4 separate regions of the Mus musculus genome follow, and all the other regions are linked to region 1. The links are chromatin contacts, called in public HiChIP or PLAC-seq and promoter capture Hi-C maps. All regions are on one chromosome and are shown on one strand. Each heading gives the region's core, a stretch centred on a gene start, on an enhancer-like site or on the middle of the called end of the contact. The rest is flanking DNA. Distances are from core to core; before and after follow the strand shown. Region 1 holds the start of Inpp4b (inositol polyphosphate-4-phosphatase, type II). Region 2 overlaps Inpp4b (inositol polyphosphate-4-phosphatase, type II). Region 3 holds the start of Smarca5 (SWI/SNF related, matrix associated, actin dependent regulator of chromatin, subfamily a, member 5). Region 4 overlaps Inpp4b (inositol polyphosphate-4-phosphatase, type II).

Region 1 (7,691 bases), core at 3,377-5,876:
TTTGTTGAAAATAAAAAGCCAAGTGAGTGGATAGATGGATACATAGATAGATAGATAGATAGATAGATAGATAGATAGATAGATAGATAGATAGATAGATAGATAGATAGATAGACAGAGAGAGATGGATACATAGATAAATGGACATTGATAGGTAAGCAGACTTATGATCGTTTAGATACTCAGATGGTAAATAGATGAATAGATAATTGATAGATAAATGATAGACAAAACTCCCTTTTAAAGTGTTATCTCCATCCCCATGAAAATTATTAATTTAAATAATTCCCAAAGGAAATTCCATCAAAGCCCTATGATTTGAGAAACTCACAATCTCCTTTACTCACTCAATTACCTCTCTGCATGGTCCCCAACATATCATCAGGGATCGTAGCAACAATAGCTGCATAGTGCAGAGCAGACTTACTCCAAATATGCCTCAAAAACAAGTTTGGAAAATATTACTTAAGAGTGCTGCACTGTGCTGTGATGATACCCACGGGTCAGCAAAATTACAGAAACAACTGGAAAGATGTAAACTCAAGATTCCACACCGCAGTCCATAGGCCTTGTGCAGATTGACTATACTAAGATACTCACAGGGTAGAAGATGTGAGCCCCCAGAGTGCCTTGGATAAAAGACAAGTCCTTCAACAGTCACAGACTGATTAGTCTGGGGTTTAGTCACAATCCATAAAACATCACAGCATGTCTTTTATGTGTGTATATGTATGTGTGCATGTATGGGTTTTATGTGAACCATGTGTATCTAGGTATCTGAGGAAGGTCATAAGAGGGCTTTAGATCCCCTGGGACAGGAATTAAAAGCCCTTGTGAGCTGACCAATGTAGATGCTGGGAATCAAACCTAAATCCTCGGAAAGGGCTGAGCCTTCTCTCCAGCCTTGCCATACGCATCTTAAAATCATTTTTATTGGCAGATGAAGCATTGAACACATAAAGAGGATAAACTGAGATATCCTGACTTCAATGAGACTCTGGGAGCTTCCTTATAAGTGTCCCACTACCCACGTATCGTTCTTAGGTATATACTACAACTAAGGTTTTAAAACACAAAGACTGCATGAATCTAACGTGCAAAAACTCAGTTATAGCATTGTTCTTTAGATGTATCTATTGAGAAATGTTTATGCTGAAACTGTGTATTGAACAGTTTGAATATCAAAATATGTGTGGGATCAGTGTCTGCTAAGGGTTCTCTAGCAGAGATTTCTAAGCAACATACAGAAAAAGAGAACAAAATAACATGGCTTTTGGAGTAAGTTCCTTAGGCCTTTAGAGAGAGAAATCAGTCACTTTAAAAGAATAAAAACACAGAATATAGAAAATACATGCTTTGAACCTGCGATTGCATGTTCCAATTGAAAAAGCTGTATGAATGACAAAGCGTTGACTCCATGCAGATTATAAAACATATGAGACTTGTTTCTCTAACTATTAGCACCACTGAGTGGAAAAAGCAAACATGGCAGATACTCAGTAAGCATTTTCCTTACTAATTACAACTTTCTCCTGTTTGGACTTTGTGTTTTCAGATGCTGGATGCTTACCTGAGACTGATGTCTACTTGGTTGCTAAGAGATAAGATGGGTTGGCAGGTATTCCTGTCTTTCATGGATGCCTTCTAGGATTTTGCCTGAAGGCCTTGGATGTTACCCACTGCCCATGTGGGGACCAGCCTGACTAGGAACTAGAAGGCAGTGCAAGGTTTCAGAAGAGAAATCAGAAACTTTACATTTGCATGCTGTAGAACAAATAGCTGGCTTCTCCAGCGTTTAATTTCACTTTGCATTTCAGAAAACTAAAGTGTGATTGCATCATCTTCTAACCAAAGCTGGCTGACCTGTCTACAGTACTAGGGCCAGATAGTATTTTGACAGAAGAATCTTGTAAGATTTAAAGTCATTCGATTGACTTGCATCCTCAGAGTGGAGCTGAGGCCAATATTCTAAGAGTACCTTCTGCCCAGAACACTGATGATTCTTTATATGTTTTGAGGGTCAAGACTCAGTTTATCAAGCTGTTCTCACTTTGTCAGAACAGAGCCCCGTATCAAACACCCTATTGGCCATCAGTTTATCACAAATAAATACCGGTTTACCTCATCCGTGAGAATACAATTTAGAATGATAAAAACCAATCAGAAAATGTTTCCCAATGACACAGAGCTTGTAGCCTCATCACAATCACGTTTCATAACCTTTCAAGGACAATCTCTTAAGTCACTATTGAAAGAAACTCACAGAAAAAAAAACATTCTATATTTTCTATTTTTTCTTTTAATGAAAATAGTTTTTTCATACATAGTATTCTGATTGCATTTTGCCTTCCTCAACTCCTAAGATATCCCCCCACCTCCTCCCACCTGAATCCACACCCCTTCTGTCTCTCATTAGAAAACAGGCATCTAAAGAAAAATAATAAAATAAAATAGGACAAGACAAAAACCAAAAATAGAAGAAGAAAAAGAGCCCCCCCCCAAAAAAAACCCACAAAACATACACAAGGCTCAGAGACACATATTCTCTCACATACACAGGACTCTCATAAAACGCCCCCTTTTTCCTTCCTTCCTTTATTTCCTTCTTTCTTTCTTTCTCTCCTTTATTTTTCTGCAGAAGCATTTTAACTTAGTGCAACTCCTACAGGTTTGAGTTTAAGGCCCATGTGCTGAGCCCAGAGGCACTGATCAATTACTGTGATTTCATGTCAATGTTTCCCTGGAGTATATCCCAAAGAACATGAGCTAATGTATTTCCTCCCACACCGAGTAAGCTGACAGTACCCACTTGTCCAAACCTCTCCTAACTCTACCTTTAACACAGCATCAGGCAGCCACTCTCTTGCTGAGTCTCTGAACCAAGTCAGATTGATAACATTCTGATTCCAGAACTCACTAAGAAAATTTCTGTGCGAACAAGTCCTCTAAATGTAGATGTACACCTATAAAAGGGGCCACCTAGTGCCCATCATAGGAGAGATGAACTCATCCCTGTCTTCTGCTCTTTCATGTATTTTATAGAGCTACACCTTTATAAATAACTTCTTTCAGACTGAAGGGAAATGTAAGCAAAATGTAATACCCACATAATGACCTCAAATGTCATTTTGGAAAGAGCAAGGAAGCCAGAATCAGGAGAAAGAAAAACATAAAGTAAGATGAACAAAGAAGACATTCTACATCATTTAGACCAGCGTGACTGAATGTCCCGCAGGGTTTCCCTGGTAAGTTGACGCTGCAGGAACCACATAATCAACTGAGCATCCTTTCCCTTAACAAACCTCGGTCCCCTAACAGCACTGCTGCCTCTCTCTCCTCTGGGGTTTTTCCAATAAGTTTTGTGTGGCTGCAACTATCTCATCAATATGCACATCCCTACCTATAAAGCTTCTGTCTCCAAACAGAAACCTCTGGGTGTCCTCTGGGGCAGAAACCACCTCCCCTGAGGGAAGCAAAATCAAAGGTGGAGAGGGGCAAACACCGGTGCCTCTGGTTCTCGCATCACCTAGAGCTAGCCAGTTGCAAGCCTGAAAGTCCATACTAGCAGCAGGCTCCTGGGTTTGCTCAGGACCCTTGTCCTGCTAGAGGGGCCAGATAAGCTCAAGTAGGCTGTAGTGCAAATTTGAGACTCCAGAGGAGCCTCTCATCACCCACTCTTACTTTGAAGCCCTGATTTTCTAACTCTTTCTTGACTTCTCTTTGGGGTAGGTAGAACATGAAGGTAGCCTAGGGGTAACAGGCCTGACTTGGGGGGGTGGTGTTGGGGGGACGGAGAGGGCAGGAGTTGCTGAAGGTGGGGCTGGAGATAGCCATGAAAAGAGAGCTCTTTAGGCAACTGCAACCCCAGCATGCCTTCCTTGTTCTAAGGACCAGGACCACTTCCTCTGAAGCAGGAGACAGCCAGTGACTGGGACTAGGGTTGAGAAGCAGTCCCTAAGCACTCCAGGTCGCTGCAGCACCTTTTAAGAACAGCTCAAAGGGACCATAAGCTGGGCCAGAACTCAGTGTCACCTGGGAGTTGGAACTCATATGTGTGTGCGTGTGTGTGTGTGTGTGTGTGTGTGTGTGTGTGTGTGTGTGTGGTGTTCACCCCAGACCAAGCGAGCTCCACTAGACAGTAATCAGGGTCACAGGGGTACCACCAGCAGCCAGGGTCCCTGGGAAGCAAGGCTGAAGGGACGATCTTGGCTGCAAGCTGGGAAACTTGATAAGAAACACACCAGCTGTCTCTCAGGCAGGACGTACTCCCCACCACCACCACCCTGAACTGTCCGATGCGCACGACTACAGCCTATGGATTCACCCATCCTCACCCTCCGCACCCTGCAAAATTCCCTCCCGAGCCCCAGGATCCCAGGCAGGATGTTACCTCTTGCAGAGGCTGAGTAGGGGGCGATAGCAGCGGCAGACACTTTTCAGGATGACTTTCCTGCGTTCTCCAGTGAAAGCGTGTGCGCCCAAGCAGAAGCTGTAACCTGCTATTTATAGCGGCGAGCTCAGCACCCGGGGCTGGGAACCCGGAGGATGGTAGCGTGCAGGGCGCGGGCCGAGCCTCCCCGCTCCCCGCTCCCTGCTCTGGGCTGGCAGCTCACGCTCCGCCCGCCGCCCCGCAGCGCGCGCCCGGGAGAAGTTGCTCCTCGCCCGCAGCTCACACGCCCCCTGGCACTGTCGCCACGTCCCCACCCCCAACGCCCTGCCTCTCTTCCTCCTCGTCTTAGGCTCACTCCCTCGGAGCGGTCTCCTCCCAATGTCACCAACCAGCCACCAAAGAGGAACAGCAGCAGTCTCGCAACTGGTGCAGCTCGCCTCCCTGCCACAGATGGAGTTGGTGGCCCGACCGCACAGCTCGAAATGACCACAACACGCTGCTTCTGTTTACTGACACCCACCACTCAGACTCTGCTGTCTCTGGGGTCAGCTGCCAATCCTGGGGTGCGGGATCACAGGGGCGAAGCGCGCGGGGCGGGGGGGGGGGGGGGCAAGGCAATCACAATGCGACCCGGACAGGAGAAGAGACTGCAGAAGGCGGAAATGTAAAAGGATGTGAGAAGGTAGCTCAGACTAGTCCCCACTGACTGTCCCTGGGAGGAGGATTGGGCGTTAGAGGAGTGTGAAGCGCTGTCCCACGTTCTGGTGACTTCTGCGTGTCACGGTCCTGAGAACTGCTTCTCCCTTGCCAGTGTTTTCCCCTAGACCCAGACTGAGCAGACCTGGGCACAGGGGCAGCCCACAGCCACTCCCCACCTTGCAGAGTGCCTAAGTGTTCCCAACCACCAGGCTCATGCCTTTGACAGCCTGGTTGTGTGGAGACAATCCGCCCTCGGTGTGTTTGAGGTGTCAGAAAATTTTGGTGTGTAATCACGCTGTCTGGAAAGAGACTGAAACTCCCCCACTTCCTCGCGAACAAACCCGAGGGGTGAGGGGTAGTCTGGATAGTCCGGCCTGTGGGGGTGGGGCAAATGACTCTCTCCATCTGCGCCTTACAGGTGCCACCTGGCGGCTTTCCTAGAGAGGTTTTGTCCACTCTGCTCAGAGGTAATTCTTCTCAGAGCTTACCCACAAAGGCACACTAGTCCTTTTTCTTCCTTGCAACCCTTTAAACTGGCACTCTAAATAAAGTAAAAACGCGTGTACACAAGTGTGACATTTGTCACACAAAGAGCCTGGAATCTTAAAGTCAGTGAAATCAATTTGGGTTAAGGCAGTGCTTAACAGTATTACAGTATTACAAAATGGGAAGCTGTGTCTGCCCCCAGCTGTCACCCCTGCTGTCACTGCCTGAATCGAGACATCCATTTACTTCCCAAGTATTTGCTACTAGATATTATCTTTGTTGATGAGGGCAGGGAGTTTGATGGTTTAAATTTATGTGTGTGGGGGCGGGGTGCTAGTGGTGGTGTGAGGGTGTCTTTGGTTGGTTCCGTTGGTTGATTGGGTTGGTTGGTTGGTTGGTTGGTTGGTTGGTTTGGGTTGGTTGGTGGCTGAGTTGGTTAGTGGGTGGGTAATTGAGTGGGTGGGTGGATTGGTTAGGTTGCTTGTTTGATAGGTTGGTTGAGTTGGTTAAGTTGGTTGGTTAGCTGGTTTGGATGGTTAGTTTGGTTAGTTGATTGGTTTGGTTGGTTGCTTGGTTTGGCTGGTTGGTAAGTTGTTAGGATTGATTCCTTTGGTCAGTTAGCTAGCTTGAATGATTAGTTTGTTTGGCTAGTGGGTTAGTTTAGTTGGTTGGGTTGGTTAGTTGGCTGATAGGTTGGTTGAATTAGTTCTGTTGGTCGGTTGTCTGGTTTGGTTGGTTAGTTCATTTGATTAGTTTGTTAGTTGGTTAGTTCATTGGTTGGTTGATTGATTGGTTGGTTTGGTTGGCTAGTTGACTGGTTTAGTTGATTGATTGGTTTGGGTTGGCTAGTTGCTTGGTTGGATTTGTTTGGTTGGGTTGGTTAGTTTGGTTTGGTTTGGTTAGATGTTTGCTTAGTTTGGTTTTCAGATACTTTCTTTAGCCTCTACACTCCCAGAGCTTGGAGTAGTATTGAATACACCATGGCTCCAACAAGTGCTTAGAGACTGACTCAAAACCCTGTGGGTTAGAAGCTGGGTTGCCTTCCTCTCACCCTAGTCCCCAAAGTCCTCCCTTGCTTTCTCTCCAATTCATTTCTGTTCTGCTCAGCCATTATGTCATCATAGGTGAACTGAAGGGGGAAAAGTGGGATTTTGAGGACCAACTTGTCCATTAGACCCTGTCACTCTTGAGGTGTTGGCTATGCACCTGTAACATGCAGTTGCCAGCCATCTTCATGCAATCTACTGGAAAAAATGGTGCAGATCATCTGCTGGCAGAAGTTCAGCCCAGAAAAATACACAGAATGGAAGACAATGAAACCGGAGCTCCAGAGCTTCACCTCACTAGGACTTATGCATCTGTTCCCTGGCCTCAGAGGAAAAAAAAATAGTGCAAAAGGAAGATGGAGCTCTTAGACAATGAGGTTAGATGCTGCCATAGAAGCATCAGAATCAGAAAATTGTTCCCTCTAAAATAGAGTTGTCAAGCAGAGTTACTGACTGGACAGGAACACTCAAAGTAAGGCGCCCCTCAAAAGCCCCAGTGTGATTAAAATTCAGACACAGGTCATTCTGACCAATCTCCTTCACAGAAGGATGTGGCATATATATGTAACTCAACTGGAAAGTTTAAAATAAAAGGAGGGGAGTGCTCTATCAGACCTGTGTACCACACAGCATTATAGAGATTTCCATCAGCCTGCTATGTACCTATTTTGGTTATTTGCTGTTACTTCCCCTGCTTAGGTCTGGAAGATGCCAGTGCTTCTGTGGCTTAAATTCATTCAACCTCTGCTTTCACAGCCCTGGAGTTTCAGCCACTTCTGCTGCTGAAATGAAACTCCATTTGCCAGGGAAGGACAGAATAGTTTCTCATTTCCTTTTGATATACCTTTATAGAGTCAAAAGTTAAAGGTGACTCCCAAGAGTTAGCATGCTCTCTAAAGCAATAAAATCAAGCCAGCGGCCATGAGTCTGGTATCACACCTCCTATGCAATAAGGTAGTTTGCTCACTTTCCATACATATATTCATTATCTTTAGAGAGGCCATCTGTGAGCATCTCTACTCTAACAATTTTTTGCCATTCAAAATTTCTTCTGAAATGTGTGGTATGGG
Region 2 (7,691 bases), core at 3,470-5,969, 640 kb before region 1:
GTCTCTGAAAACCATTACTATCTAGAAAGCAGTTTTTCGTCTCTCCTTTTCTTGATTTCCTCAGTGAAAACTGTTTAAAATCTCCTAAAAGACAGTGATAGTTTACAAATATATTCCTCACAATGTATGTGCCATTTTGGAAAGTGATTATAATCGATGTCCTTGTATGTTTGAACTAATGATATGAGAGAACAAAAGAACAACGATGGTCATAGCCTTGGGCAACAGAGATCTACATCGTAGTCTGGAAAGTCTAGGGTCCATTCATTTTCCTGTCTTGAGCTGCCTTTCAGATTAGGAATGCTAGCTACACAATTCAACTCTCCAGTCTTCAAGAAATAAAACAACTCCACATGACTTTTGCAAAGCAAACAGTTGTCTAAAGGTATTGATGTGGCACCACAATGGAGGCGGGGGTAGTTCTAGATATCCCACAGATGTGCTTAGAGAGGTGAGGACTCACTGCACACCACATACAGAAAACACTGTGTGCTATGTGTGCTACATTCATTGTGGCTTCACGGGCCTCAATTCCTGACACCACCATGTGCCTTCTGGATTTATAGAGACTGACAGGCTCCCCAATGGCTTTGTCCTTAGAAAGCTAAAATGCCCAAGGCCAAGTGTTCTACCATCTCTCTGCCCCCATGCCTTCTTTCTCAGTACACTATTTCTGATGCATCTTTGTGATGGCTGCCTCTCCTCCTTCTTGGCTTTTCTGACAGTTCATTCTGATGTTATTTGTAGATATTGTCCACTTTCCCTTTATCTTTTTCTCATTTTCTGCCCTGAAAATCCTTTTAGAATTCTCCACATGGTGTCTACCATTTATGTTTCCAAGAAACTTTTCTATATGCTTTTTCCACTTTTGCCTTAGATGAGTGTTTGCAGGCATAACGTGGGCTCTGCGCTTGTAGCAAATCCTCTGGAGGTATTGATACAAATGAACTACTGCATCATTGTAGTATATATAGACACCTGCTCCTCTTGGTTTGATTTTGAGGTTCCCCTATAAATGCTGGATCATACTTCATAATGAGTCTGGTTTAAAAAAAAATTAACACTTAAGTTACTCTGAATTTCTTAGCGTTATTATCAGGCTCCATTTACAGATGTTCTTTACATTCTACCTACATTCCTCTTGTTCCCTTCCCATCATTACCGTTTCTTCTAATGTTCCCTATTACCCTTTTATCTTTTCTCTTGATTACATCATCCTCTTACTCTGAGCCTGCTCAATCACAGCCTTGGACATAACCCAGAATCCTGCCTCTTGTGGTTCAGACAGGTCTTCTGTGAGGCTGTTGTGAGCATCCATTGGTTCCTATTATGTTCTCTTTTAGTGCTGGGCAACTTAGTGAAGCTGAAAGGTTCATTTTTCCACAGAGAAGATCAATGTTTCTGTCCAAGATGATGCGGTATTGCATGTCTCTGTTGAATAACTTACTCTTTAAACATGTGATATATTTAACAGTTAAGCTTCTTAAAAAGACATTTGTGAATATAGTTAAATTATGTAGAAAAAATAACTACTTTATATGAGTCTGGGATTTAGGCTAAATACAAATATTTGAGTTAATAAGCTAAATTAAGAAGAAAATAAGCTAAAATCAGAAGAAAATTCCTTGAAAAAGGTTAATAGAATATAAAAACAAATTATGGATGATAGAAATTGAAATGGGTTTCACATATTTGTATTAAATAAAAAGCAATTCAAAGTAGAATAGACCTTACATAAAGGTAAATACAATGAGAACACGGATACATATTTCATGTACCTTAGTCTATTATTGCTGATCTATCTTACCGCTTGTTCTTCTAGTGCCAGCAAGCTTCAATCCTTAGAACGTTGGATTGTGGGATCCATTTAACATTCCTAAGCATTTAATCTTGTAGTTTAAATGTGTCATCCATGTGAAGAGTTCCTCAGTGCACATCTCTAATCCTAACTCCAGCTGAAACAAAACGTTTCTGGGCAGATCTAACTAAATGTGTCAAAAGGAGTCTCCAGAATGCTCTCCACTCTCAAACAACCAGCTCAGTTGCACCTTTCTGCATTTTACATAATGACATGGCTACTAACCTCTCCTATTCCCTTGCCTTCAACAGAAAAGCTGCCCTTTCCTTTTAAATAAAGCCAGAATCCAACCATTTGTTCCCATATGCACTACAAATATTGTGGTACAAATGGTTAACATCTTCCAACATGCGGGTTATTACAAAACCCATGCAAATTCTAGCATTACCTTTAACTACTGGGGAATTTGTGCTTTAAGACATGGACAATTTTTTTTTACTTCTGTTTAGGAATTGAAAGATATAGAGAGAAGGCAGGAGGAGGAGGGGGAATTTTTCAACCCAAGACCTAATCCTGGGACTTAACTGTAATATTTTAGTTCTTCCTCTGCTCTCCCTAACATCACTCTTCCATCCCACTATTGTAGCCAAGGGAAGTGTGGGAGAATGTGGATCACAGATGAAGGACAGACAATAAAGGAGAGAAAAAAAAAACAGAGGGAGAATAGGCTAAAGACAGGAGGCAATGAATTTGAGAAAAAATGTTTTAGTAGTAAGTCTCTGTGTTGGAGTTAAATCTCCAAAGGAAACCACAGGGGGATTTTGACTTACATTTTTCAAGTTTATAGAAGTGTGTGTGTGTGTGTGTGTGTGTGTGTGTGTGTGTGTGTGTGTGTGTGTCCTCAGTATATGGAGAGGCATAGACATGCTTTTAGTTCTAAGTAAGAAGAAAGCCATGTGAATAATACATAAAACTTCACACTTCAGTACACTTGAACATACCTTTCTGGCTTCACAGGGCTTAACAACATGCTTCCTGAAATTGCTGAAGGTGCAATCCTATGTCTCTCCTCCCCCATCACCTGCTTCTTATTTCCTGCTGGATGTGGGGCTTAGAGAAAAGAGCTAAGGAAAAACAAAACTCTCTTCCTTTGCCTCCTGTGGGGTTCACTTAAGAAATTAAATGACTTACAAGAACTATGCTTAAATTGGTGTTTATTTTGTCAAACTATTGGTAAAAAGAAAGAAAGAAAATTCCTCCTTGGACTCCGGGAAAATTTAGGTTCCATGTGTGTTCTGATCAAAGTTTGATTCTATCACTCTAACTCCCTGACAACTAGCATTAATGCAGAAGACAACCCTGCGTTAGGTACTCCACGCCTCCCACTAAGAATTGCTTTGTCTCTTACATCTGTCTTAGTGTTTAAGCTCTTGACTGATTTCTTAACTGTGATGGCCTCACTGATGTGTAAATACATGTAATTTCTTTACCCTCTGCAGATCACATAGAAATGTTCTAGGTATAATTATATAACATTGAAATGAACAAAGTCTCGCTGTCATATCTTCTATGTCCTGTCTCCACTTCTCTCCGTGTGTTCCTGCCTTGACTTCTTTGGACATCTAAGTGTCTGTTCAGTTCTACATTGATGCAGTTTGGTTTATGGTATTTTCACACTTAACACTTTTTCCCAGATGAGATGGAATAACACCTAAACAAGGACCTCTGACTCACCTCAAACTAAATGACTTCACCTCTATTCTGAAAACAATCTTTACTAATCAAGGAACGGGGTGAGGTACAAAACTAAAATCCATTCGAAAGTATTCTGCATATGTTCCTGTGACTGCAAAAAGACCTGAGACAGCATAGTTGGGTACTGGAAATGTCCCAAAATTGGACTGGAATTTAGTCAACATTCTGTTTACTAAAATTCTATGGATTGTACATGTATAATAGGCCATCTTCATGCTATGAAAATTATATGTTGATTAATCTTTTTTTATAAAAACAAATGTTTTGGTAATCATTATCCAGGGATAAAATACAAGGGGAAAAGGTACACTAACCTCTTCATTTTCCATGTTAATTTAATATAGAGAAAGTCTAATAAAGCAAATAATTTATACTATAAATTTAACTAAAATCAAATTTTTCTCTATCACTAAATAAATAATTATTGAACCTATACTTTATGGGTCTCATATGACACTAATGCTTTCATAGGTTACATTATTTTATTTTGACAACTCTCTATTGAGTAAGAACTATTAGAAGAAATTTTCTATAGAATAAATAATAATATATTAATTAGGCATAAAAGATGAAGGCTAGGTGGAGCTTTGCCTAGGTCAAATAGCTAGCATATATGGTAAAACATGGATTCTAGATTACTTCCCTATAATCACACAAATTGAACTCCTAACTATGTTTGCCTATCTTTTGCGCATTTCAAGATTTTTCTGAATCATTTCAGATTTTTAAAAAATTATAAAGCTATAAGTAATTTGGAAATGATCTATAATTTAATAATATCATGGCAAGTATAGACTATAAAAATTAAAATAAAATTAAGTCTCTTATCTTCTAATTAAGACTGTTCATTAGTGAAGATTATGATTCTGGTTTATAATACAAATTAGTCTAAAAAAGAATTTGTGAATCATCTTATGCTAAATTAAATCAACAAATATTTAATGATTGCTACTTGGCCAATGAATTGAGAAAAGCAAGTGGTCACAGCTAGAAGCTGTGTGGTGAGAGGCCACATATGATTTCTGTTCACTAAATGCCATACAAGGGCTGGCTACATGGGATTTTTTTTTTAAAGGAAAGTTTTCTTTGGCTGAAGGAGGTGTGTCAATACCCTAGAAAATTTTGCAATGCTGGACTCTCAATTTCAAGTGTTCTCTAATACCCTGAGCATGCCCACACTGTCAGAACTTTCTCACTAAACATTCTACTTAAGCTCATGTTCTCTTCATACTACACAGATTTGTTTTCCTAGGTAGACTATAGTCAGTAATATTTCCATTCTTCAAGGTTTTATGCTTGTGGAAAATAGAGTGGGCAGAAGGTTTCCATAACACACACACAAACACACACACACACACACACACACAATCAATCAATCAATCAATCTACAACTAATAAAGAAATAAATACCAACTATTTCTAAGGAGAAGGGGGCTCCATTCCACACAGCAAACTTACTAACTTGTCCAATGTGTTGACCAATGTTTTCTTCCTTGTTGTATCTGGATTCTTTTCTTTTTTGCCTTTTTTTATTAGGTATTTTCCTCATTTACATTTCCAATGCTATCCCAAAAGTCCCCCATACCCTCCTCCCAACTGCCCTACCCACCCACTCCCCCTTTTTGGCCCTGGTGTTCCCCTGTACTGGGGCATATAAAGTTTGCAAGTCCAATGGGCCTCTCTTTCCAGTGATGGCCGACTAGGCCATCTTTTGATACATATGCAGCTAGAGTCAAGAAGCTCTGGGGTACTGGTTAGTTCATAATGTTGTTCCACCGATAGGGTTGCAGTTCCCTTTAGTTCCTTGGGTACTTTCTTATCTCCCAAGTTAACAAGCACAGTGAATCCAGACAATACCCAAACCCTCCTAGACACCATTATAATGACACTCTTTCTTTTTACCTGTGTTTTCCCAAAAAATTGAAGACATCTTTATCTCCTGTAAGAACATGATAAAAAAAATACTGGAATTTTTCAGAGAAAGTTGTATTTTAATGGAATTTTGCAGAAATGAGTTATCTTACTTTGAGTAAGTCTATTTTCTCCATGATATAAATATACAAATCTCACATGTGTATTTTATTACAATGTTACAAAAATGAGATTATGCCTAGATTATTAAATACTGTGTGTGTGTGTGTGTGTGTGTGTGTGTGTGTGTGTGTGTGTGTGTGAAAGCCTGCTTATCACATGTGCATAATGTGTGCACATGGAAGCCAGAAAAGGTCTTTGGATCACCTGGAACTGGACTTACAGGAGGTTGTGAACCACTCAATGTGGTACTGGGAACCAAGTACGTCTCCTCTGTAAGAGCATCAGGTGTTGAGCTCCACCCCCTTCCCAGATAATTTTTAAAATCTGGAATATACTGTTTTGATATATGGTAAATGATTTTCTTTCTCTGCTTTTGCAATGATGATAGCTAAGCATATAGATTAGTGAAGAGTTGCTAAAAATGTTCTGGAAATCTCTGTGTTTAACCTGAGTGCAAAAGTTCCTTACAGGATTCATTTGCTTCATACATATTGACATGACACAATGTGTCACGGTTTCAAGTATTGCTTTGCCTTACAGGGAACAAGTCCACTATAGACTCTTCTCACAGTGCTTCAAAATGAGCAAAAGAAAATATTTTCTGATAATCTGTTTATTGATACAGTATTCTGACTTAAACTCCTATCTTTTGGTGGATTAACTTTTCCTTTAGATCCCTCCCTTCTCTTTCTTCTTTGTGTCTTAATTGTATATATATGCAAATCAATATAGTATATATTGAAAACTAAAATTTTCATGTTTAAATTTAATGTTAAATTAAGACACTGAGTTGTAAAATAAAACGATCTAGATTATCTTTCTGAGTCAACTGTGACTCATTTACTTAATATGTCATTTCTCAAAAATATAAGATTTGTTTTATTTATGATTTCCAGTAATTCAACTACAGCAGCAATGTGGTAAATCAAGAGGCATCAACCATATATCTACATTGCAAATGAAGGAACCGAAGGATGAATGGCTTTCTGAAATCTCACAATTCAAACTCTTCTTGGTTTGTTATTTTCACACACTGTTACAGAGTTTGACAAATGTAGTATCAAATTTTCTAGAGTTGTTTACATATTATCATTTATGAATGTGTAAGCCTTTAACAATTTCACTTCTCAGAACTTTGAACTGTCATGCAATGCTTCTTGCCCAAACAACAGAATGCAGTTGGTCTCCCCAGATACTGGGATGTATTGGAGCACGTCTCTAATGTGTAAGTATTAAATATAAAAGTGGGCAAGGGGACTATTAATTGTCAGTAATTAAGTTGGCTATCCTTTATAAAAACTGTCATCTTTCTTCTTTCGGGATACAGAGTAACAGCACCTCTCTAAGACATGCATGTGGCTGCTCTCAAGCCTAGAAGTTGTCTGCAAGTATCTACAAGGTATTTTCTACAAGTACGAATTCCTGCTTCTGATTCCTGATATCTCCAAATGCCCACACCTTTGTCACTTCATTAAGTCACACCAGTCACTGCAGAAAGAGTGACTTGCTTTTTAGGAAATCTTTTTACTTCATTATCCTTGTTAATGCACCAAATACCTGCTAAGCTAGTTCCTGGGAATTCAGAGTATACCAGAAAGCATGGTCCATGACTTCAGATCAAGCTCTGTCTATAAGGATGCTTACACTGAAGGCATAAAGCAGATGCCTTAATTACACAATCAAATCAGACCAGGCTTCTAAATAGGGCTCAGTCTTAAGCTCAGATCTTTAGCGGTAAGTACCTAAGCCACTCTATGTTCCCTGCAGGTTGTGTGCCTCCTCTGTACCTGCACAAGAGCTCTGGAATCACGAATAAAACACACACACACACACACACACACACACACACACACACACAAACTTAATTTTGATATGCCCTCTCAGCTCAATGGCTAGAAATTTCCAGGCCTCCACGTGGTTAGCACATACTCCCTCAGGTATTCCTGGCTTAACACCTTCTAAGTCTCCACTTTATCTTTGCTGCCCTGTTATCTTCTGGACCACACACCCTCATAGGGCTGCTTTCCCTTTACACCGCCATTGCTGGATGGCCTCTCTCCTGCAGCTCTTAAATTTGATATCTTTACCTCCAAGTCTTGGCGAA
Region 3 (7,691 bases), core at 1,936-4,435, 600 kb after region 1:
ACGTGTGTCTCCATCTATATGTTTCCTGTGCTTTTGCTTTGACTTTCTTTTTATTTTTTAAAGTTTTTATTTATTTATTATTTATATGAGAACACTGTGGCTGCTTCAGACACTCCAGAAGGGAGCATTAGATTCCATTACAGATGGTTGTGAGGCACCATGTGGTTGCTGGGAATTGAACTCAGGACCTCTGGAAGAGCAGTCACTGAACGATCTTAACCACTGAGAGCCATTTCTCCAGCCCTTGCTTTGACTTTCTTTTCTTCAGTTTGTTTTGTCCTGTTCTGATGCTTTTCTTCTTATTCTGTAGATGCCTGCTTGTTTTCTAGTGGGAGACAGAGAGGGTGTGGACCCAGATGGGAGGGGAGATGGGAAGGATGGGGAGAGTAGGGGGAGAGGAACCAGCAATTAGAATATATTTATAAGAAAAATCTATTTTCAATAAAAGAAAATGTTGCTTACCTTTTATTATTATTATTTATTTTTGAGGCATGGTCTTATGCAGCCTAGGCTCTTGAACTTGCTATGTAGGTAAGAACCACCTTGAATTTCTGACCCTTCCACTTATATCCCAAGTATTGACAGTACAGGTGTATGCCATCGTGCCCTGTTATATGTAGTCCTGGAAACTGAACACAGGGCCTCTTTCATGCCAGGCAAACACTCTACCATGCGGAGACGATCCTTGATCCCTTTATTCATTTTTACACTGGTGGGTTATCTCACCCAGGGCTATCTGCATACCAGGCAAGTTCTGGACCACTGAACTACATCTTCACCAGACCTTAAAAATCACATACACACCCACCATGCTCTCGTGGTAATTATAAGAGATGATGGTGAGTGGGTTCATCAGCTTCAACTAATCATTCATAATATATCTGTATTTCTGAACATCACATTAAATACCTTGAATAAACACACTTTCACTCTTGTGCTAGGGGTTGAAGATACCACTGAGCCAAACCCCTAGTTCATATAAACTTTATCTGTCAATTATACCTCTAAAAAAGCAGATAAGAAGTAGATTTTCACTACTACAACACACTTGTTTAAAAAAAAATTGTGAGACTGCTTAGTGGAGAAAGAGGCTGCCAGGACCCACATGACAGGAGAGAACCAACTCCTCAAATTTATCCTCTCACCTGTACACATGCAGACATGTGTGCATATCTCCCTACCATATATAATCAGAAAACAATGTAATAAAAATGAAATGCTGACAAGAATTAGAATATACAGCCCACAATCAATTTTTAATAATTCCACAAATATACTTGTTTGAACACATTTTTGAAGTACAAAACATTTTCAGATAGTACTTCATAATGAACATACTTTTATGTTAATGATTGTTAAATGCTACTAGTTCATTTTAAAGGTGTACAATATTCTTAATATTAATATGTTCAATTTTAGCCCTTTACTAGCTTTTTGCCACTATAAAGACTACGCTGAGAATTATTGTATTTAACCACATATATATGTAAGCATTACTATATCTTTGAAATACTTTTTAATACTACTTTTTGTTTTGTTTTTTTGTTTTTTCGAGACAGAGTTTCTCTGTATAGCCCTGGCTGTCCTGGAACTCTCTGCAGACCAGGCTGGCCTCGAACTCAGAAATCCGCCTGCCTCTGCCTCCCGAGTGCTGGGATTAAAGGCATGCACCACCACCACGTGGCTTTATACTACTTTTTAAAAAAAGATTTTATTTTGCTGGGTGGTGGTGGTGGCACAGTGTACACCTTTAATTCCAGCCTGGTCTAAACAGTGAGTTCCAGGACAGCCAGGGCTATAGAGAATAACCCAGTCTCACTCCCCGCCGGCAAAATATTTTTAATTATGCATATATGTGAGGGGGTTGAATCCCCTGGAACTAGACTTAACAGTTATGAGCTGACATACGGGTGCTGGGAATTGAACCAGTGCTCTTAACCTTTGAACCATCTCTTCCAGCTCCTTATATCTATTAGTTTTTGGAGACACTTTTAGTGTCTTTTAGTCTAGGCTGGCCTAGTAGCCAAGGATGACCGTGCCTACACTTCTCTAAGTGCTGGGATTTGGGGTACGAGTCACGGCATCCAGATTAAATAGTGCTAGGACTCAAGCCCAGGATTTCATGTATGCTCCCCAACAACTCACCAAATGAGCTACAGTATGTTAAACGAGAGCGTTTTCAGGTTCTCCATTTTAGTTAACGATTATTCGACTGGTTAAAACATTTGAAATTATATATGAATATTATCTATTCCAAGAAGTTTGAAAGTAACTCTGGAAAAGACTTTTTATTCAACATAGGTGGGGACTAAATAATGGGATTAATTAAGATAAAGATCTTTTGTGCCTGGGAGTAGGTGGGGGATGAATGGAACAGTGTTTATATTCCGTAGGATTCAGTAGCCTCCATGACAGCCTAAGGCAGGATAAAGAAGCAACACGAATAACGAACACTTGTTTCCTCGGTGTAGCCCTGGCTGTCCTGGAACTCGCTCTGTAGACCAGGCTGGCCTCAACTCAAGAGATCCGCCTGTCTCTGCCTCTGTAGTGCTGGGATTAAAGGTGTGCGCCACCACGCCTGGTAAACACTTCTTGAGACAAATGTGTATTTGTTTCATGCGAAAACTCGCCATCATTTGTCTGCCTTTATCTGCTGCCATTCTAACAGGGCAGCGCGTCTTCTGTCTTAACTTGAACTTGACAAACGCCGAACTCTCTAAACGAAGCCGACTGACGGAGCGAACACGCAGACTTTTTAATTCTGAGGTGATTTTTCTTCTCAGGCGTCCAACGTCACTTAACGTCACGCCCGTGAGCGAAGGCGGCAGGACGACGAAGGCCAGCCCAGGCCTTTGCTCCTTGCCTAACAGTCGCGCCGTTCCCAAGAGGGAGCCCTAGCGCGGCGGAAGACAGCGAGCCGAGCCGTTACGGGAGCGCCGAAGACCCAGCTCGCGTCACTCGGAGGAGCGGAGGCGCAAAGCACCGCCGACGCGCTTCCTCGAGGCCCCGCCCACTCGGCTCCACAGCCCGCTAGAGGCCTGGAGGAGGCGGGGCCAAGGAGGAGCATGCGCACGCGCCCTCGCGAGCCGGCCTTCTAAGGGGGAACGAGCGATCTCGCGAGGGTTGAGAGCGGGTGGCGTAGGTAGCTGTCCTGGTTGGCTGGAGAAGAGAATCCACTCCCGGAGAGGAGAAGGCGCCGGGAGGCCTCTGAGAACCTTCCGTTTTCCTTTCCCTTTCCCTCGGCCCTCCGCCTCCTCAGAGTCAGCCCGCCTTCCCTGACCTCCGTGACCCCGCTGGCCCCGCCCACTCCCGTCGACGTGATTCCCGCCGTGAGGTAAACGCCTGTGGAGCAGAGTCCCGCGGAAGAGGACGGCGAGGCGAGCGGCGCGGCTGGGCCGGCTCGGGTCGGTGGCGGAGCCCTCGCGCGTGAGAGCTTCCGGGCAGGTCTCACTCCTCCGGCGGCCCGGACGCCCGTGTCGCGCAGGCCCAAGCCGCTTCCCTCGGCGCCGCGCCTGCCCGTGGCCGCGGCGGGTGACGCAGCCGGAACATGTCGTCCGCGGTGGAGCCTCCGCCGCCCCCGCCTCCCGAGAGCGCGCCTTCCAAGCCCTCGGCGGCGGGCGCCGGCGGGAGCAGCAGCGGCAACAAAGGCGGCCCCGAGGGCGGCGCGGCGCCCGCGGCTCCGTGTGCTGCGGGCTCGGGCCCCGCGGACACCGAGATGGAGGTGAGCGCGGCCGTGCGCGGGGAGGGAGGGAGGTGGATGCTCGGCCGGCGCGTCTCCTGCTCTTCACCTTTACCTTTTCCCCTCGGTGTAGCTAGCCTAGCCCGACCGCGGATCGCTCTTACGAAACACATGTTCCTGATTACTGGGGCCGAGGGGACCCGTTTCCTCCATTGCCAGGCTCCCCCAGAACTCGCTCAATTTCTCCCGATTTAGGTTTTAGTTTGCACTAAACTTTGAGGAAGGCGAGGGAGATGCCCCTCCGGAGTGGGATTCCCGGGGCGAGGGGCGACGTTTCCCAGCGTCGCAGCTGGGGACTTGCGCCTCCAGTGCCTCATCCCCGTGCTGGCGGGGGCGGCATCTGTCTGTTCTGGGCAGAGACAATGGCGAGAGCTGGAGGGCCGAGTGCGCAGTGGGGATAAGCGGGGCGCAGCTGCTTGTGTGCAACGAGGGGAAGCCCCTCCCGGGCCCTGCTCCACCGGGAGGGGAACGAGCGTGACAGCCGCAGCACCTGTCCTGGATCCCCATCCAATTACGGGTGTATGCATGGAGAACTGAATGAATGGGAGCCTCGGGGAAGGATGATGGGCTTCTAGCTCTGCGCATTGCTTCCTTTTGAAGCCATTCGGAGGATTCGCTGTTGAACCACCTTCTTGGGGCTCCAGTGGGCCAGATGATGGTGACAATACTGGAGGAAGCGGGGAGAGAGTGGAAAATGGGGGAGCTGCCAGGCAGGTCTCTTTGGACATGCTCCCAGGCATTGAGTTGCCTGGGAACAAAGTTACTGCTTCCAATTTTTATTCTTGGCCTTGGCCTTGTTTTGAGGTATTCTGTAGTTCCAGTCTGAAGGAAGACTCCTGGGAGTTTTAATCCTCAGATTGGAAGCAATACTATAAAAGTGAACTTTAGTGCAGGATTTACACTATAAGGAAATGATGGTGCAGTCTGCATTACTTTTATGAGGCAGCTTGGGTGAAATAACGTTAATCTTTGAAACAACTTTTAGTGGGGAAGGTAGGTGTTAGTGTAATGCACCAATTTGAAGTGAATGCAGTTTCAATTTAAAAATGTACTTGATGCCCCCCCCCCCCTTTAAGGTTTTAAGTGGCCTTTTGAGTTTTTAGTGCTGTTTTACTTGGATTCTTAGATTTCTATTCCATGAAATAAAAGAATCTGGACACCAGTGACACTGGTGGCTTAGGCCTTTTAATCCCAGCACTTGGGAGGCAGAGGCAGACAGATTTCGGAGTTCCGAGTCCAGCCTGGTCTACAGATCGAGTTCCAGGACAGCCAAGGCTACACAGAGAAGCCCTGTCTCGAAAAAACAAAACAAACAAGCAGTAACTGACATAAACAGAAAAGAAAATGCGTGAAGAATAAGATTGAGAAAAAAATAGAAACTGTTGATATTCCTATACTGAGAAGACTCAGTTTACTCATCTGATTAATGAAAATACCACTTATTTTGTGTTTTCACATTTGTGTTTATATTTAAGTTTTAATTGAAAAATAGCAACTCAAAAATTAAAGTATTTTATTAGGGTTTAAATGCTCCTGGCTATTTTATTGTCCTTAAAATAATTATCATCAGACTGCTTTTCATCGTCTTAAGTGAATTTAGAGTCAGAATTAGTTTTGAGTTGAGTACACTTGCCTAATGTATTTGATGACCTTAGATACGTTTTACAGTTGGAAAAAAAGACATTGAATTATTTTTTTGGGTAATGTTCTAGGAAGTGTAAATTAGGGACTAGCTAATGCTTCCTTTCTTGTATACATTTCTATAAAATAGCACAGTAGGTAGATGGAATTTTATGATACAAAGAGAACTTTGTTCACATTCAAGTTACTTAATTTGTATTTATAATTTTATTGAAAAAATATAGATTTGTCCATATGGCTTGTATAGAAAGTAATTTTGCCTTAGGGTGTAAATGATATTTTTACCCCAAAAGTTATATAGTTTATAATTGGGAAAAGTGATTATCCCCATAGTATTTTATTTCATCCATATCAGGTTTCATGTCAGGTTATCTGATAGCCATTAAATATCTTGGGACGGGCCTTGGAGCAAGAATATTATTTACAATTTTTTTTAAAGAAATGAGTATAATGATAGTTGACAATCCTTAAACAATTTGATGATTTTCCTTTCCTACCAGGAAGTATTTGATCATGGATCACCTGGAAAGCAAAAAGAAATCCAAGAACCAGATCCTACATATGAAGAAAAAATGGTATGTTCTAGACATGTGAATACTTTATAATGAACTTCTTTGTTAAGATAATTAAATCTACTAAACTTATGTATTTACTTAGAAGCAGTCAGAATGTCAACAGAACAGCTGTTTTTTGTTTTTTTGCAGTTATAGAGTGGTATTCAGACAGAACAATTATCTTTGTATAAGCTTCATCAGAGACAACTGAAGATAAAACAAAAACAAAACTGAAAAAAACCCAAAATATTGCCCCTCCACATATATAACTAATTTGTGCTGTACATCAACAAGAACCTGTTTTAAATTTCCATGCCACTTTACAATCCCTAGACTGTACCAGGCAAAGCTAGTGGCTATTGAAAATATTACAGGACAGGGCTATCTAAAGATACATTCTGTAGTGTGTTAACTGTGCAAAGGAAAGACACTGTGCTGTTAGAAACAAATCTGACACAGCCTTACATTTCAATTTTTTTTCTTTAAATGGAGTTAGTTGTATTTGTGTGTGTGGGGGGGGTTAAATGTTTTATAGACAAGGAAAAAAACCTTTGAGAACCACCTTCCTCTTCCTCATCCTTTCATCCTCTGCTTCAGCTTCCTCCTTTTTCTTGCTCATTTCAGCCTTTACTAACCCTCCCCGCCCCCCTTTTTTGGCCACATCAGGTTTTCCTTTAGTTCTGTAAGCCGCACTATCCTTTTCGTATTTCTCCTTCAGGTTGGTAGGCTCCTTGTCACAGGGCTGCTTATCACCTGCAGCAGTGTTGTTCCACATCTCTCCCAGTTTCTTTGCAACAGAGGACCAACCAGGATGTCCTCCTTTGGTTTTTGGACAATACTCAGAACAGAATGGCAGGAGGCCTCGGGTGCTTTGGTGTCCTTGAACTTCAATTTGGTCTCCCCTTTGTGTGTGGGTGATGTGGGTTTTTATGTCAAACTTTGCCATGTCTTCAAATTTCCCCTTTTCTTTAGCAGCAGACATGGTCTTCTGCCTCTCTGAGCACTTAGGGAACCTGAGGAGCTGATAGAAGCATCCGGGTGCTGCTTCTTGTGCTCTTCTGGAAAGTTTGCACAAAGAATGCATATAGAAGACATTTGCCTTTTAGCTTCTTTGGGTCTCCTTTGCTTGCCCAGGGTTAGTTGGTTTTCCATTGTGAGACACAGAGTCACCCAGTGTCTGGCTCTCACTTGCTCTGTGGAGCTCAGTTTACTGTAATTTTGTGTTTAATTTTTATAAGTAGAACATAGATATCTAATTGAAATATGTATAACATGGGATATTGTTTGCCTACATAAACCAGACAAGTATTTTAGGAAGGCTACATAGTATGATATAATTACTCACTTGCATTAAAAAATACCTTTAAAGAGAGCATTGAAAATGATTGTAAAAAATTTCAGCAAATTGTTGTCTGTATGTCTAGTTTTGTTCTTCACTATGTTCAATGACTAATTAATGCAATTTGGTCTCCGCTTTCTCTCTCTCTCTCTCTCTCTCTCTCTCTCTCTCTCTCTCTCTCTCTCTCTCTCCCTCCCTCCCTCCCTCCCTCCCTCCCTCCCTCCTTCCTTCCTTCCTTCCTTCCTTCCTTCCTTCATATATGTGAATACACTGTCACTGTCTTCAGACACACCAGAAGAGGGCATCAGATCCCATTATAGATTGTTGTGAGCCACCATGTGGTTGCTGGGAATTGAACTCAGGACTTCCGGAAGAGCAGTCAGTGCTCTTAACCAACGAGCCATCTCTCCAGCCCTGG
Region 4 (7,691 bases), core at 2,199-4,698, 540 kb before region 1:
AGGAGGTTTTATCCCTTCAAAAGTTTATTTAAAAAACATATACATTATATTATGAAAAGGTATTTTGCTATTAAAATTATAACATAAAAATTATTTCCTATAAAACTCCTGGAAGTTTTTAAAGCTGGAACAATGTGCCCAATTGTTTTAGTATTATAAAAAATATCACTTGTAAGAAAAAGATTTAGGCTGATATTTATATTGTTTGTTGTTACTGTAACAGAAAAGGAAGAAGAAATATAATGGATTATGCAGACATTTCTTGGGCTTAGGTTTCAAATACACTGTTTACTTTGTTCATTATATTGTTGTTGTTCAACCTTCTCCAAACCTATGTGCCTATTTTATTTCTCTCTCTCTCTCTCTCTCTCTCTCTCTCTCTCTCTCTCTCCCCACCCCTACCCCTACCCCTCCTTCTGTGTCTTCTGTGTGTCTGTGTGTATACAATTACAAAAACTACAAAGTTCTTGTTAAGTATGCCTCCCTTCATATAAAATTAAAATTGCATCTCTTCCAAAGATGTCTCTGGGAATAAGAGAGGGCTACTCTTGGCAGCCACACTCCCAGAATCCTCCCTGCGTCTCATGCAGGGTAATTATGGCAGAACGCAACAGTGATCAATACTTTTGTTCCAACTGAGGAGAGATGATACCAACATGAGAGCTGGCACAGTGGAGAAAGGTGTTTCTGAATGGCACCGAGCTTCACACAGCTCCAAGTAAATGGGCCTTCTGGTTCCAGGAGGAAATGCACATATTGTACTTCAATTCCAGGGATGATTTCTCATTTAGCTTTTGAATAATGAGATTTCAAGCCCCACAGGGTGTTGGCAATACAGGCGTCTGGCAAAGCTTATCATTTCCAATTTAATCTATGCTATGAACTGACTGCAGTCCTACCTTTTGTCCCTGCACATCTGTTGTGATGTGGTCGGTGTCCCCATCCTCAATCTCTCCCATCTTCACGAGGCTGACTTCTATGGTGCCGACCACTTTGCCACCATCTGAGGTTCTGCAAGTAAAAAGTCAATGAAATACTAAGGTAAGTGTCACCTGTTTTGTAATCCATCCAGAACACATTTACTTCTGAAATCCATGGATTGTTACTTCCTTTAAACAGAGCAGCTCAATGCACAGGAAATCGTGTTGTTAGCATTATACCATATTCATGAATTCATTAGGGAGGACCACAGACTGGACCTCCAGGAAGGCTCTCAGGAGCACCTTCAGGGAATAACACAATGAAAGAAATCAAAACCCTACACTGTATTATAAACCCTGTGTTATAAATGCAAATGTCTACAGTGGCATAAACTGTTGCCCCTCTATCCCAACCACATGAGATAAAGCTTATGTGTATCACAGCACTATTGGCAAGTAAAACAGAAAAGAATTATACATGTATACTGGTACAGTTGAGTCATGGCTCCACAATTGAACTATGATCCTATTCTTTAATATTTTTTCTTCTTAGGAGAGAAAGTAAAAATTGTGTGCCAGCAAACTAAGTGAAGATGCATAAAGGAGTATCAACGAATGTGCTTAGTATAGCATCTCATTCTTGAGACAAAGGTGCGAATCTAAAGCAGAAATGACTTCTCCTGGAGCCAAGTGGCAACTCTAGGCTTTCATCCGCCTCACATTAATTAGTCATTGAATGACTCATCCAGACTTAATGATGCTGCTGATTTTATTACTAAGATTATCATCATCACAATCTTCATTGGTGTAAAAATTATGGTTGACAACTATAAAGCAAGCTAAAGATAAAGTTAGCAAACTATCATGCTTAATGATTCTCTAGTTTCTTTTCTTAGGCAAAAAAGAAAATCTGCAGAATGAATGGCTCTATTACACCATGTAAATGTCAACACCGTGATACATAGTTGCCCTTTCGCCTTGTGAAAACAGGGTTGTGCTATTCCAGAGATCTGAGCCTGGCTGCCTCACTGTCTGGGGTTAGACACTAATTATCTTGGCTACTGTGTCCTATTCTGAAATTTGTATAACTTTAGTCTGAGTGTTGATGCTGTATATAATTTAACCAGCACCTTGTGAATATGGCTGTGTCGTTATAAGAGGTATCAGAAAAGAAATAAGAAAATTAATGTAGTTTATCAAAATGCTAATTAAAGAATGACTAAATTAAGTGAAAAGGATATACAATTCTGTTACTAGATCATGGCAGTTTCTTCTAGTAAAACAAAATGCAGCAATTAAAATGTACCTAAAGAAACTGGAATAGAAAAGTCCTACTGATATTTGTACAACCAAACTCACATTGCAATAAAATAAGCATTTTTCACATTGAAAAATATGATTTATTGTTAAATAAAATGTTAAATGTCTTACTAAGATATGAAATAAATGCTTCTTATAATTGTAAAACCAATATGAATTAAAATATCAACTTCAGTTTTGAAATAAAAATAGAAAAAATTCACCTTGTATGTGTGTGTGTGTGTGTATATATCCGTGTATTGCAAGTGTGGGAGTGTGAAGTATGATCTTCATAGTATAGAAAACAATACTAATGTTAATTCTGAGAAAATTTTACATAATTCACTTTATCATGTTCTGTTTAAATATGTCAAAACAAGGTGTTCCAAGTCATAAAATAGCATATGTCTGAATAAAGATTTAATCATTATTTGTATAGGTACTACCAATTACTGCTTCCTTGAAAGGTATAGATATTCCTCCATGAAACTGATTACCCATCACACAGATAGCTTTTAATTCTTAAAGATAATTATTTGAATGTTTTTGGCTTGAGCACACTAAGCTATTCTAATTTTAAGAAATGCAATGCCTGTGTATAACACTGAATTTTCTCTCTCAAGTAGCACACACATTACATCTGAAGATGCCCCCCCATCCTCTCTCTTCCAGGGCTGAGCAATAAAAGAATTTATGACATAATGGGTACATATATGTACTTGAGGACTGAGTTGGGCATGTCAAGGGAAGCTTTGCTTTCCTCAGTTGTGACTCAATTCTTCTTCTGTAGGCTGGTTCCTATGAGATGATAAATGGAAGGTGTTCAGCCCTCTGTATGACACAGGTGGCTACTTTTCCACTTCAACCTGATGGAAGCAACTATGAAGCAGCGGGCACAAACAGAGACTCTACACCCATTAGTGTGCACCGCATTCAATGCAGTTCACCCCAGAAATGTTACTGAAATGGATAGAAAGACTGTGCCCAAAGATGACGGTATCTCATAGCATCTTCAGGAGTATTTGAATGTTAGAGCATACAGGAGCTTAGTTCTGCTGTGAAGTTTAAAATCCTAATGGTGGGGAACAAATGACTCACTTTTGCAATCCAAGAGAGATTTCTCTAAATGCTAAAGCAGATGAATAGTCAATGCACGAGGTGTGTATGTGTGAAGGGGTGTTTTTGTGGGGGAGGGGCAGAGGTTGTGCACACCCACTTTCATGGTTACTTGTATATTTCTGAACCACTGATCTTTTGTTCCCTTTGAAAAACATCTGGCTACTTGCTCAGTGACCTACTACTGCCTTGTGTGTTTCCTGTCTTAGCCCCTGTAACAGTGGTTCTCAACCTTCCTAATGCCGTGATCCTTTAATGCAGTTTCTCATGTTGTGCTGACCCCCAGTCATACAATTTTCATTGCTACTTCATAACTGTAATTTTTATGCTGTTGTGAATCATAATGAAAACATTTGTGTTTCCAGATGATCTTAGGTAACCCCTATGAAAGGGTCATTTAACCTCCAAAGGGTGGTAACCCACAGGTCGAGAACCACTGCCCTATATACTTCTTTTAGCTACTAATTGGATTAAGAGTAAGGCTCTTGCTTTGACTAAAATTCTACATCTAATTCTATCTCATAAAGCTTTACATAGGCATCTGTTTAAAGTTTTCACAAGTGCACACCCCCTCCTGAGATTTGTGCCACACAGAGGTGAACCTGGTTATAAACTATAGAACTGAATTCATGACACCCCAAATCTGGATAAGCCCTTTAATTGAGCTAAAATGTAAAGTTCATTTTAGATTCTTAATTGCTCTACAACAGTTTCCCACCCAGAGCACAGCCATCAATGCCCTCTTAGTTGGCCACAGTTCATGTACCTAAAGATGGTTAGAAAACAAACAAACAAACTTCTTAAAGATTTAGAAATATATGGATTTTGTGTTGTTGTTGTTGCTGTTGTTTTTCAGATTGGGAACCAAACCCAAATTTTCTTTTATTTCAACAGTACTCTTCATACCATTTCACAATGCCTTCCAAATATCCCACCACACATGAAGAGGCAAAATCATGCCTTTTGTGTGCTGCACTGCTGGCTCATTAAAACCAAGAAAAGCACAAAAGAAGAAAGAGAGGGAAAACTCACACCCCCTGCGATGCTCAGTGCTCCCACCAAAATATCCAGTCCCTTTCTGTCATCGAAGGAACTTAAATATTTAACTGTGATAATGTGTGGAAGAGAAAGAAATGACGATTTCAGCAACACAAATCTACACACCCTTCCTACCTAGGCATTCTGAGACATGGAGTACAACACTAATGGAGGCTCTTAAAAATCTACCTTTAAAATAACCACCCAGTGCTTCCTAATGAAATATTCAATCGCACATGCTGAACATACATCTGTTTTTAGAAGACAGAGGAAATGTAAAACAGTCGTTAATGACACTCATTCTCTGAGTTTCTGCCCTACATATTTTGCCATCCTTTAACAGATCAAAAGGAAAAAGAAGAGAAAAAAACACTCCTGAAGATGTTAAACATCAAAATGTAAATAACTCCTCTCTTCTGGAAATGCCACTGCAATGCAAACTAACAAATGCCTCTGTAAACATCCAGGGGAAAGCCATCATTAGCACTGTCAGGTTCTGTGAATATCAAGCAGTTCCGGTGTCACACTCAGGGATTTGCAGCTGCGAAACACACTCTGCATCTAAGCCATCTAGACATGTAGCTAGGAAATGAAAAATCTCATCTGGACAAGAAAATAAACAAAGGCCATATGTAGCAGGGAAGGTGAGTCTTCCTGGTTCATATATTTAGACTGTAGGGTTAACCCGGGTTGTATGGAAGTGAGAAGTCCATGTAGGAAGATAACTGAAGATGTCTGCACTCTGAACGGCAGACATGAATATTCATAACCACAGAAGTCTTCCAAGCAAGTAGTGGAGGATTAGGTCCAGTAGGTCTCTGTGGTTTAGCCTATATACTCTATTGTGTAATCTCTGGGGTATTTATCTAGTCTTTTCATAGACTCACCCCAGAAATTTTACGTGATTCAACTCCCCTTCTATGAAGCTCTAGCCCAATCCCATATCCAAGCTGCTGGGAAATCCCTGATTTTCCAATCTAGAATTCTTAATTCCTTTTTCTTCTGATATCACTACTTTATATTTTATAAATTTTAAACCAAAACCTCCATCCCTTCAAATCCAAACCCTAGTGTTCCTTTCTGATACCCCTTAAATGTGTTTGTCCCCTATGCAGAATCTTGATAGCTTTCTCACTTCTTGTCCGCTCTACTGGAAGAACACACACTTCTTCCCTGCCATCTTTCTCTAACATCCCATCCATGCCAGGTTTTGCCTATACCCTTCTCTTTATAATTTAATACTTGTTTATCATATTAAAACCTGCTAGCCATTATTCAATCTAAACTAGTGGCTAAACAATATAGTCCACTGTCCAAGTTGATGGAAAACTCTGCATTTGGATTCATATAGATTTACCTCATCACTAAACAATTGTCATTTGTCTTAAAGATATATGCATTTATGTTATGTGTACGTGTGTGCCTAGGTGTGTGTGTGTGTGTGTGTGTGTGTGTGTGTGTGTGTGTGTGTGTGATACCCTAGTTATAAGCAGCTGTGAGACAACTCATATGGGTGCTGGGAACTGCAGTTCTCTGCAAGAGGAGCATGTGTTCTTAAGAGCAGAGTCAGATACCAGACCCTTGTTTCTTTGGAAGATGAGTTCTCACCGGTTCTAGGTTTAGTTTGGACTCACTGTGTACTCACTGATGAGTGTGAATTTCAGCTCCTTCTCCCTCCTCCTGTCAAGTGCTGTGATTAGAGGAGTATACTGTAATGCCTGGTACAAAGAGAGCTGGGGATCTAAACCATGACTCTGATCATGCTAGACAAACATTCACCATCCTTGGCACATTTCCAGACCCAGAATCCCTAGAGCATTGAGTAGGGGACAGTACAGTGATAGTTGAGTAGCAAGCCCCAAGGCTACCCCAATAGCCTTCTGTGCAATAAATAATTATGTGATCAAGAGGGGGCAACTCCTGTTTCCTGAAGTTTTCCCAGCTATAGAGCATGAATATTGTAAAGCATCCTGATTCATGTAGACACAGTCCGAAGATCCTGAGAGTATGAGTATGCCTTATCAGATAATAATGACTACTCTTATTATTAGTTAATATTATTATAAAATTAGTCTTACAAAGCTTGGGCTACAAAAATAGTACATTGTAAAAATACTGGCCATGCATGCTTCACACCCACTGGTTTGTGAATGTCTCTTATTGCTGAAAATAATGCTGACTAGGAATGAGGAATTCCACTGACACAAATAAGCACAGACAAATTTTACTCTACTCTACTAAAACAGATGATAAATTAATAAATTTTATTTGAAATGCTGTTGATTTTGAGGTAAATGTGGAACATAAACAATTTCCTTGAATTTAGGCATATTGATCAACAAGGTGAGGAAGCAAGGCTGACTTGGTAGAAACAACTGTGTTGGTAGTTTGAAACAACTAGAGTAACATTGATGTTAACAGGGCATTGTAAGCTGCAGGTGAAATTGCAGGTGTAGGCGATGTGGACGGGCTTCTTTATTACCATATGCTGAAGGAGCTATAGTATCTGTGCAGAAAGCATGATAAGCTACAGTATTTGAGGACTTTAAAAGTAAATAGCACCAGGCACAGGAGAGGAGAAAGCCAGAATCTCAAATATCAGCAAACCAGTATCTATGAGCTTCCATTTTCCCTTCTGATCTTCCTTGACCTAGACAAATACAGCCCCAGGCTCAGAGATTATCCTTAGTGTAGACAGAATCCAGACCTCTGGTGTTAGCTCAGGATATAGGATTTAAGGCTCCTGATACTCCAAAATGAATGAAAAAAAATCTCTTTTTTCTCTTCATTCTTGTGTGCTTTAGGTCTATGTAATCTTGCCATGACAGTGGTGGGTAGAAGCAAAGGAAGCCGATGAAACGGGGACACAGGCTGCTCTAAAACTCACATACTCTATAAACCATGAGAGGAGGGTTTTTCTAGGGGAAGATGAGATCTGAAATTGTGTGGAATGATCTGTCTCACATCTCCTTCATCTCTGTTCTCCTGCCATGTGAAGGGTAGAATTCTGCCATAAAAAAATGGGCAAATCATAATGAGGGGGAACCAACAAGGGGAAGCTGCAGGACACAGAGCAGGGCCAGCAAGGTTATAAGGAAAGAATGAAGAGAAAAAGACCTCTTTATGTTGTGTATAGACTCCATACCTCAGTCCAGACTGAGAGTCTGAGGTAGAAGAGGAGACCACAGATTCCAAGAAGTGAGTCAAGAAGTCAAAAAGTCAAAAAGTCTCCATGTAGTTGGATGACAAATATGAGGGTTAGAGCCAAAAGACACATAGTTTGGAGACCAGGAGTGAGAACTGAGGCGGTCTACAGAC

What was found. Promoter capture Hi-C pulls out the DNA fragments that hold promoters and counts their contacts. HiChIP or PLAC-seq counts read pairs in DNA pulled down with a chosen protein or histone mark.
Region 2: a contact with region 1 is called in a promoter capture Hi-C map of liver, with 6 times the contacts expected there. The contact joins the enhancer-like site here to the promoter of Inpp4b in region 1. A contact is called at or near these places in 6 of 39 promoter capture datasets (the C10 cell line, HPC-7-derived erythroid cells, cranial neural crest and 3 more), 5 of 115 datasets of contacts at active chromatin or transcription factors (effector CD8 T cells, embryonic hindbrain, embryonic stem cells and 2 more) and 1 of 9 other capture datasets (macrophages).
Region 3: a contact with region 1 is called in a promoter capture Hi-C map of pre-B cells. The contact joins the promoter of Smarca5 here to the promoter of Inpp4b in region 1.
Region 4: an H3K27ac HiChIP or PLAC-seq map of regulatory T cells shows a contact between it and region 1, with 10 times the contacts expected there. The contact joins the enhancer-like site here to the promoter of Inpp4b in region 1. A contact is called at or near these places in 6 of 39 promoter capture datasets (the C10 cell line, embryonic stem cells, liver and 3 more), 6 of 484 Hi-C or Micro-C datasets (CD4 T cells, Th1 cells, cerebellum and 3 more), 7 of 115 datasets of contacts at active chromatin or transcription factors (Th17 cells, Th2 cells, astrocytes and 3 more) and 3 of 9 other capture datasets (adipose tissue, liver and macrophages).

Annotation. Positions count from the first base shown.
Region 1 is chr8:81,339,497-81,347,187 of GRCm38.p6, reverse strand. It overlaps Inpp4b (inositol polyphosphate-4-phosphatase, type II), which reads right to left and starts at 4,626. Exons shown (of 25, transcript NM_001024617.3): 1 at 4,391-4,626. Gm51582 (classical arabinogalactan protein 9-like) reads left to right here and starts at 4,535. Exons shown (of 2, transcript XM_030243908.1): 1 at 4,535-4,934. The coding sequence starts at 4,546.
Region 2 is chr8:81,976,484-81,984,174 of GRCm38.p6, reverse strand. All of the region lies in intron 14 of Inpp4b (inositol polyphosphate-4-phosphatase, type II), which reads right to left. Among named protein-coding and RNA genes, the nearest start is that of Gm25267, 170 kb to the left of the region's middle. Within about 2 kb of position 4,719, at least 1 of the 459 cell types and tissues checked has an H3K27ac peak or open chromatin away from gene starts, as enhancers often do.
Region 3 is chr8:80,734,953-80,742,643 of GRCm38.p6, reverse strand. It overlaps Smarca5 (SWI/SNF related, matrix associated, actin dependent regulator of chromatin, subfamily a, member 5), which reads left to right and starts at 3,185. Exons shown (of 24, transcript NM_053124.2): 1 at 3,185-3,721; 2 at 5,881-5,955. The coding sequence starts at 3,548.
Region 4 is chr8:81,877,453-81,885,143 of GRCm38.p6, reverse strand. It overlaps Inpp4b (inositol polyphosphate-4-phosphatase, type II), which reads right to left. Exons shown (of 25, transcript NM_001024617.3): 9 at 900-1,011. Among named protein-coding and RNA genes, the nearest start is that of Gm25267, 270 kb to the left of the region's middle. Within about 2 kb of position 3,448, at least 9 of the 459 cell types and tissues checked have an H3K27ac peak or open chromatin away from gene starts, as enhancers often do. A contact at or near this core is called in Th1 cells, Th17 cells and regulatory T cells, where this site is marked.